Linked DNA regions of Mus musculus: region 2 is linked to region 1. The links are chromatin contacts, called in public Micro-C maps. All regions are on one chromosome and are shown on one strand. Each heading gives the region's core, a stretch centred on a gene start, on an enhancer-like site or on the middle of the called end of the contact. The rest is flanking DNA. Distances are from core to core; before and after follow the strand shown.

Region 1 (4,463 bases), core at 1,094-3,593:
AGATACCTGGCTAGGCTTGTTGGATGGTTACATTTTCCTCTGCCTTACTTTCTGTAGGACCTGGACTTACCCACGAGTCTCCTGATCTATGCCACATGACAGGGCATGACCGGGAAGATGATGGTTTGAGTTCCGGGTTCTTACTTACTAATGAGGGTCCCATGAGCTACTCTTTTAGTCCTGTGCTTGTTTCAACTCCAGGCCCTCAAGCCTCAGCCCAAGCTTCAGGAAGAAGTCCCATCAGAGGAACAGATGCCACAAGAGAAAGGGGATGTGCCCAGAAACAAGTCCCAGATTCCAGCCCCCAATTCAGAGAGCTTGGGTTTGAAGCCACAGGTGCAGAATGGTAAGTGGAAACAGTGTCTTGGGCTGTACAGACACTGAGAATTGATTGTGGCTGGATGCAGCAGAGAAGGTCTAAACAACTTTAAAAGTCCCACAATCTTTACATATTCAAAGTTCAATCCTTTTAAAATATCCAGTATCTTTTAAAATCCAAAGTCTTTTTACAATTAAAAGTCTCTTATCTGTGGGATCCCCTAAAATATTTTCTTCCTTCAAGAGGGAAAAATATCAGGGCACAGTCACAATCAAAAGCAAAAATTAAACTCCAACTGTCCAATGTCTGGGATCCAACTCACGATCTTCTGGGCTCCTCCAAGGGCTTGGGTCACTTCTCCAGCCATGCCCTTTGTAGCACACACCTTGTCTTCTAGGCTCCAGCTGCCTGTACTCCACTGCTGCTGCTGTTCTTAGTGGTCATCTCATGGTACTGGCATCTCCAAAACGCTGCTGTGTTCCACTGTAACTTGGCTTTAACAATAGCCTCCCATAGGTTCTCTTCATGGTGCTAAGCCTCAAATCCTTTGCATGACTCCTTCAGTCCTGGGCCATCAATTGCAACTGAGGCTGCACCTTCACCAATGGCCTTCCATGGCCTCTCACAGTGCTGAGCCTCAGCTGCTCTGCATGACCCCTTCATGCCTTTAAAACCAGTACCACCTGGGTGACTCTTACTCATTACCAAGTCCCACTGTAGTATGAGGTACAACCTTGGTTATCTCTGGAACACAGCCATTGTGCTCTCAAAAAAGGGGTGGGCTGGTATACTTTCTCTTGGGGCTCTGGAATAGGGGCTACAGGCTTCTACTCTGTCTAACTAACAGCTTGTTCTTGTCAGCTATATAAGTACAGGTACAGAAGTTGCCTTAATCTAGAGTAGCAGGGACATCGTGAGACTGAAGGGCAGAGACGGAGTCCTAGGTGGCTGGTGTCCCTTGGACTCCCACGGCTTGAAATGACTGAGAGCCTAGCACTGCCCTGGGGGTCTGGGGATATACAAATCCATGTTATTTTCTGATGTTTTTGTTTGTTGGGTTTTGTTTAGTCTTGAGACAAGGATCTCTCTATAATGTAGCTCTAGCTATCCTGAAACTCTGTATGTAAACCAAGCTGGCTTCAAACTCACTGAAATCTACCTGTCTCTGCTGAGTGCTAGGATTAAAGGCATTCACCACCACACCGGGCACTTCCCTGTTGTTTAATCTGAAGATGACCTGCAGCCCCAAAGCCCCTGATCTGTAGTGGAGATCAAAACACAAGTTCCAAGCTGTTCTGAAGCCACTCTTTCTGGCGATGTCAGGAATCCAGGGCTGACACTTTTTTGTTTTGCTTTTTGAGATAAGCTCTCGTGTAGCCTGGTTGACCTCGGAACTCACTGTGCAGCTAAGGCCTTGAATTGACTTTGCTGCCTTCATCCCCTAAATCTTGAGATCCCAGGTATCCTGCAGGCATTTCTTGCAGTTAATGTTACTATTTTTTTCTTCGGTTTTGCCTAAGGCAGTCTCCCAGGCTGGCCTCAAACTGACCATGTAGCCAAAGTTGGCCTTTGAACTGATCTTCCTGCCTCGTGAACTGATCTACCTAAGTGACAGGATGATGGGTGTGTATTCCACGCTCAGTCCTTTTATTTTTGTTTTAGTTAAAATGGTCCTGCAGCCAGGCATGGTGGTGCACACTTTTAATCCCAGCACTCACTGTGGAGGCAGAAGCAGGAGAATCTTTGAGTTCAAGGCCGGTCTGGTGTACAAAGCAAGTTCCTGGACAGCCACCAGAGAGATGCACAGAGAAACCCCATCATGAAAAAAAAATTATAAAAATGAAACAAAACAATAACACGGACACACACACACCCAAGACCCCCAAACAAAGAATGCTCTTGCAATCACACCTATGTTCTATGTGCAGAGGAAACCAATGAGATTCAGGCTGTCGGTGAGGAGCACCAACAGGCATCCATCCAAGGGCAGGCGGTGGCGGATGGCACTCGGGTAGGAGCTGAGAAACTCGATCAGCACACACAGCTACCAGCTGGCCTGTTGGCCAGGCCTGAGGAGGACTCTCAGTACCCTGAGCGGGAGCAGCTTGTCATCCGGGATAGGCAGGAGCAGCAGCGTGCATCAGAGGAAGGTGGGTGCCTCTGGGTCCCTAAGCTCCTGCTTGTCAGCAGGTCTTCAATTTTACCAAGTGGCCTTGTTCACTCCTTTGTATGTTTATTTGTTCGTTATCAAGAGAACAATATTAAAGGGACTTCCAGGGTGTGTGGCATGCTGAGATGGAAGCTTAGCTGGTTAAATGTTGCTTCCTGGCAGGCGGGCAGGCGGCTGGGCAGGCGGCCGGGTGGGCAGTCACCTGTTTCCACCTGCTTCTGTGCTTATGTCTTGGAAGTACTGAAGGAAGACGTGACAAAGGATGTTACTGCATCTGAGGAACAGTGTCTCGTTGAATTCCGCCTTCCTTTCCCTCTTCTTTAGAAAGAGTAGGAGCTTGGTTCAGCTAAGTATCTTGAGTGTATTCTGCTGCCTTAAGGATATGGGGACTTTCCAAGCCTTGGAGCTAGGAGCACCAATGGCCCCCGTGCTCCCAGCTGGATCCAATAACAGAATTGAGGAAATGTGTCTAATTCTTTCAGCCTTTCTTGGAACAGTGTCGTCTGTTGTTTTAGATAAGGGTGCATTTTATCAGCCTCCCACTGAGTGTCACTGCTTAGAACCCTGCTCCACACCTACAGCAAAAAGATGCTTCTGAGGGAAGGGAGGAACCCCACTCTGGTGGCACTCAAGTGTCTGACTACGGACATGAAGTGTCACGGCTAAATGTAGACACGGGCTACCAGGCCTATGTGGGGTGCCTGCTTCCACATGCACTAGTAACCTCACCTAGATTATAAATAGACAGAGCGCTCTGTGCTGCTTCCACATCACGGTTGAAGCAGGGCAGATGTTCCAGGCCTCCTCATATGACACACACTTTAGATGTTCGGGAGAAACCTGTGGTCTCGTCTTCATTCTGTGATCTTTCCTGGTTGCTCTTTCTGCAGAGCAGAACATGGTTGTGACCAGCCTAATTCTGTACATGACATGGAGGTGCAGTAGTTACCCCCTTCTCTCCACTGGAGTCATTGAGAAGCCATTGCTTGCCATCCCCCACCACTAGCCTAGTTCCTTAAACAGTGGTGCTTTTCCTTAATTTTGTTGATTTTCCTTTTCAAAAAGGCATTTAGTTTCGTCATTTTCAGACTGAATCATGGCTTATTTTGGATTTTGTGTGTGTGTGTTTGTGTGTGTGTGTGTGTGTGAGGAATAAAGCCTGCAGCTTTTGTGTGCCAGGGTTCAGTCAACAGAGCTGACTTTTTTTTTCCTTTTTCCAATTTATTATTAGGTATTTTCTTCATTTACATTTCAAATGCTATCCCGAAAGTCCCCTATACCCTCCCCTGCCCTGCTCCCCTACCCACCCACTCAGACCTCTTGGCCCTGGCGTTCCCCTGGACTGGGGCATATAAAATTTGCAAGACCAAGGGGACTCTCTTCCCAATGATGGCCGACTAGGCCATCTTCTGCGACATATGCAGCTAGAGACAGGAGCTCTGGGGGGTTACTGGTTAGTTCACATTGTTGTTCCACCTATAGCGTTGCACAGAGCTGACTTTTATAGCCTCAGTGTTGAAGCGATGCCTTTCTGGGTACTCGCCATGGCATTTGTATTGGGTGTGAGCGCCATCAGTCAGGCTACTTTCTGAGGTACAGGTTGGGTGACAGTGTGTATTGGTGCTGGCGTTCCAGTGACATCAGGAATAAAATGATGCTCTGTCTGTCTGGTGTGCTGGTTTCATAGGGGGAGGCCAGAAGAACCCAGGAGATGAATACGACATGGATGAAAACGAAGCAGAATCTGAGAGGGAGAAGCAGGCAGCCCTTGCAGGGAATGACAGAAATATAAATGGTAAGAACAGGGTGGTGTGGGAGTAGTCACCTTCCTGTAACACTGTAAGTAGTTGTCTGTTCAGGGAAACTGTGTTCTTTAGAAGACCTGCAAAGTGGGGTAGTGGTGAGCAGGGTTAGAGCAAAGGTGTCCCAGAAATCACAGGCTTGCTTTTAGTGATTCAGGGCTTTCCCAACAAG
Region 2 (4,463 bases), core at 893-3,392, 36 kb before region 1:
TCTTCAGACACAACCAGAACAGGCATCAGATCCCATTACAGATGGTTGTGAGCCACCATGTGGTTGCTGGGAATTGAACTCAGGACCTCTGGAAGAGCAGTTAGTGCTCTCTTAACCACCGAGCTATCTCAACAGTCCCTTTCACCCCATTTTAAACCTTTCAGAGGGGCTGGAGAGCTAGCTCAGTGGTTAAGAGCACTGACTGCCCTTCCAAAGGTCCTGAGTTCAATTCCCAGCAACCACATGGTGGCTCACAACATTCGTAATGAGATCTGATGCCCTCTTCTGGTGCTGTCTGAAGACAGCTACAGTGTACTTAGATCTTTTCAAAATAAATAAACCTTTCAGAGGTATGGCATTGCAAGCTTAGCAGGGATCTATTTTCTGTTCAATTGTCTCTGGACTTAAGCTGCCTCAAGGCAGCTTTGAAAATGAAGCACCAGACTCCTTCTTGTAACTTCTAGCCAGTGGGAAAGTTGCTGGAGGCACCCAGGACAATTTGTGCACTATTGGACGAGGTCTTGCCTGAAATACTGATGGCATGGCACACAGAGTCCCCAGCCTACCCCGAGGTGACAATCCTCCTTCGGCAGCCTTCATTGTGCCTTCTAGCAGTACAAAAACCACTTGGGGGACTTCCATTCGATTTCTCCATGTCCCGTAACCATACTGTGCAGTGCTCTATAACAGGGTCTTAAAGTTTGGTTCTGGCATGCAGTCAACAGCACTGATATTTATCCATATGGTTTCGTGGCCAAGAACCCCTCAGGAGAACACTCTGGGAAGCTGATTCTGGATTAATAACCTCAAGGTTTCAGGCACTTCCTCCACCGGTGCAGGTCTGGGTGTTTTCTAATTATAAACCACTGGGTAGGAGTGTCCTTAACAACTTCCCTCTGCTCTGAGAGTCCTGTCTAGAAAAGCTTGTCTTAGTCACCGATCTTTTTTTTTTTTTTTTTTTTTTTTTCTCGAGGCAGGGTTTCTCTGTATAGCCCTGGCTGTCTTGGAACTCACTCTGTAGACCAGACTGGCCTCGAACTCAGAAATCTGCCTGTCTCTGCCTCCCAAGTGCTGGGATTAAAGGCGTGTGCCACCATGCCCCACTGTCACCGATCTTTTGTTGTGAGGAGATACCATGACCAAGGCAACTTATAGAAGAAAGGATGTAATTGGGGGCTCATTAGTTTCAGAGAGTCAGTTCATGACCATCATGGTGGGGACCGTGTCAGTAGGCAGGCATTTGTTGGAGCTGTAGATCTTACATCTTATCCACAACCACAAGCCAGAAGGCTGGGGAGACTAGACCTGGCTTGGCTTGGGTTTGTGAAACCTCAAAGCCCGCTCCCAGTGACACACACACACACACACACACACACACACACACACACACACCTACCCCAACAAGGCCACGCCTCCTAGTCCTTCTTAAGCAGTTCATTAACCAGGAAGCAGACGTTCAAATGTATCAGGTAATGGGGTGGGGGTGGGGCATTCTAAGCCAAACAACCACAAGTTGTCTCTTGGGAAAACAAAATAGAGAACATTTTCCATCTCAGCGTTGGGATTACATGCATGATTCCAGTCACTGCTCAAGTGTTTATTGTTTATTCAAGAAATGCTCAGGGTAGAACAGGTTTCCTTACCTAGAGAGGAAAATTGGGACGCCTTGAAAGAGAGATTCTTCTACAACCCTAGCCATGCATTAAGAAAGGGAGACTTAGAAGGGCCTGAGCAAGTGGGGGCCGGAGTGAGAAAGAAAAAAAGGGGGGGGGGGCGGGGAGGCTTAAAACGTGTGATTGACACCAGTGTTCAGGGTCAGAATTTAGGACCGTGCATGGCAATAACCAATGATTGGTAAATATCGTCAGAGTTAAGAATTCGGAGGCAGAGGTCGGAAAGGCTCCGTGAGTTCGAGACCAGCCTGTTCCATACAGCGAGCTCCAGACCTGCCTGGGTTTTATAGAGAGAGCTGTCCGGAAAGACAAAATCCTGCTTCTCCGCAAGTAACCTCAGGGGTCACCATTGGCAGTGTGGCGGACAGGGAAGACTGCGGGGCGGAGAGCTGGAGGAGGAGGGCGGCGCCGAGGGGCCGGGGCCAGGGCTGCGGCTCCGCCGGAAGTGCCCGCCCGCCCGCTCGCCTGAGACGTCCTCGGCAGAGACCGCGCGGACGAGCGGACGGAGCGCCTCGCTGCCCCGCAGGTGAGCTCTCCCGTGGGATGCAGCGCGGCCACCGCCCGCGCCTCTGCTCCCGCTCCTCGCTTCTCTTCTCGGCCGCCGCCTCCTCCCCTCGCCTCCCCCGCTTCTCCGTCCCTCCCTTCCTCGTCATCTCTCTTTCCCTCTCCTCCGACTGTCTTCCCTCTCGTCCTCTCCTCCCTTTCTTTTCTCCTCCTCCTGCCCTCGTCCCGCCCCGGCAGACCCTGCAAAGTGGCCCCTGAGTCCCCCGGGTGCAGGGTCGGTCGCCAGCCACCGGCAGCTGCAGCCGGCTTTCTAGGATGCTTCTTGCCTGGGTGGAACACCCTAACAACTTTTGCTCTGTTCTGGGAGCAGTCGCTGGGATTTTGATACTCTTTTCTGCACTGTATTTAAAACCGTTAGAGGTTACTTTAAGAATGTAAAACAAGATCGGGAAACAGTCCCAGTTTTGAGGAGTTCTTCCTAGCAATTTACGAATAGTGAGGTCGGGAAAGTCTGTGTGTGGGCTAGCCGTTTTCCGCTATCATCTCAACGTGTGCTAATAACTTTTTTTCTGTTTTGACTTTCAAGACTTGAGGCTTTCTTTGTCTGGTTAGGGGGTCTCAGGGCCTTACATTTTTTTTTTCACATACCTAGGAACATTCGTTCTTCAGGAGCGGGAGTGGAGTGACGTGCACACCAGTTTGCTGAGCCGCTTAGCGCAGTGCAATGGCTGAGCGTGTATGAATGGCCATCTCTTGGGTCGCTTGGACAGTTAGTTGTATTTCCGAAGGTGAGGGCTGGAGGCCTGGGAAGCCACAAGCCTTGTCACTGGGCGTCCCAGCTATCGTTAGTCATCTTAGAGAAGCATTCAACCAAGTCCCAGCTACTGGCAAGAGTCCTTTTCCTTTGCAAAGAGAAAACCGTAGTCAGTGTGAAGACTCGTCAGGCACACGCTCCTGAAAGTGTTACTGGACAGTAAATGGAATTCTTAGGAAATGTTAAGAAAATATGTTGGGGTTTTAGGCACCAGTTCTGTCTCTTAAGGAACAATTATTACATTCTGCACATTTTTTTTGCACATTTGTACAATTTTACACATTGAAATGAATGAGTTTTGTACAATATAAAATGAAAGAAATGTTGTTTGCATGGGATCCTGGGGTGGGAGTGGGGGCAGGTGGAGGGTTGGGGTATGATACACTGTGACTTTTTTTTTTTTGGCTGTTAAACCTTGAAATCCATCTGCTTTTTAATTACTGGTGACAAGCCTAGTTACTGGTGGGGGTTGGGAAGGATTCGCATTTGTTTGCTTTCAGGGTTAGGGCACAAAGAGCAGTGAGCTCTTTGTGTTTCCCCGCCACTTCCAGCAGGGAGGGCCTGCCAGTGTCCTGTGAAAGAACCCGAAGTAGTAGAGATGGAACCTAGGAATTGGCCTCTGTGAGTCAGTTGGAGGACAGAGGGAGGGAGCTTGCAGGAAGCCTGGGCCTGCAGAGCAGCCCTGGAAGTCCTGGGATGGTGAGGGGAAGGGAGCAGGGCTTTGGTCTTTTCATGTTTGCCTCTTTCTTCCTTCCTTCCTTCCTTCCTTTCTTTCTTTCTTTCTTTCTTTCTTTCTTTCTTTCTTTCTTTCTCTTTCTTTCTTTCTTTCTTTCTTTCTTTCTTTTTCTTTAAAAAAAATTTTTTTAAAGGTTCGTTTAAGACCTGGCATGAAAAATGCCATCCCATAATTTCATTTTTAAAGCATTTCTAGGTTGGGAAAAGAAAACAATAGAGACAGGCAGAATGGTTCTAACCTGCTCTTTACTCCTGGGGCCTACGTGCGGGGGCGTTCACTCCCCTGCACTCTGAAGGAGCCAGGTGAGATGCTCTGACCTGTGAAACTGTGACCCCAGGGGAGAGGGGACAGAAGCCCCGGAGTGTCTGGCCAGCTGAACCAGTGATGCCCAGGTTCACTGCAAGACAGAAAGCCCTAGGGGAAGATGCTGGTCACGGAGGCATCACGTGTTTGCATGTCAGCATGTACATGCATAGTACGTGTATACACACACACACACACATACACACACACACACACACACACAGGCTTTAGCTTTAACCTTAGAAACTGCAAGAGGAATTGAACACTTTAAAGATCCATTGACAGTTTCACACCTCTGAACATTCTCAAGGGATCCTAGGCAGTTTTGCTTTCCAAGTTTTTGAAGTTATTGGTGGAATTACTAGGGGGAGACTGGGCTTGAAGTTTTAGGGTGTTTCCTGATCCCTTCTTGTGCTTTGTGAGGTGCTGGCCT

The links. A called contact is a pair of places that touch in the nucleus more often than the background predicts.
Region 2: a Micro-C map of the G1E-ER4 cell line shows a contact between it and region 1, with 2.5 times the contacts expected there. The contact joins the promoter of Golm1 here to the enhancer-like site in region 1. A contact is called at or near these places in 2 of 39 promoter capture datasets (the C10 cell line and stem cell-derived epiblast-like cells), 1 of 15 datasets of contacts at CTCF or cohesin (the G1E-ER4 cell line), 22 of 484 Hi-C or Micro-C datasets (the G1E-ER4 cell line, Sertoli cells, brain and 9 more), 6 of 115 datasets of contacts at active chromatin or transcription factors (embryonic fibroblasts, embryonic stem cells, neural progenitor cells and 1 more) and 3 of 9 other capture datasets (adipose tissue, liver and pancreatic islet).

Annotation. Positions count from the first base shown.
Region 1 is chr13:59,638,126-59,642,588 of GRCm38.p6, reverse strand. Golm1 (golgi membrane protein 1) reads left to right here. Exons shown (of 10, transcript NM_001035122.2): 7 at 202-346; 8 at 2,248-2,469; 9 at 4,177-4,284. Among named protein-coding and RNA genes, the nearest start is that of Golm1, 35 kb to the left of the region's middle. Within about 2 kb of position 2,343, at least 8 of the 459 cell types and tissues checked have an H3K27ac peak or open chromatin away from gene starts, as enhancers often do. A contact at or near this core is called in the G1E-ER4 cell line, cerebellar granule neurons and cerebellum, where this site is marked.
Region 2 is chr13:59,673,463-59,677,925 of GRCm38.p6, reverse strand. Golm1 (golgi membrane protein 1) reads left to right here and starts at 2,142. Exons shown (of 10, transcript NM_001035122.2): 1 at 2,142-2,199.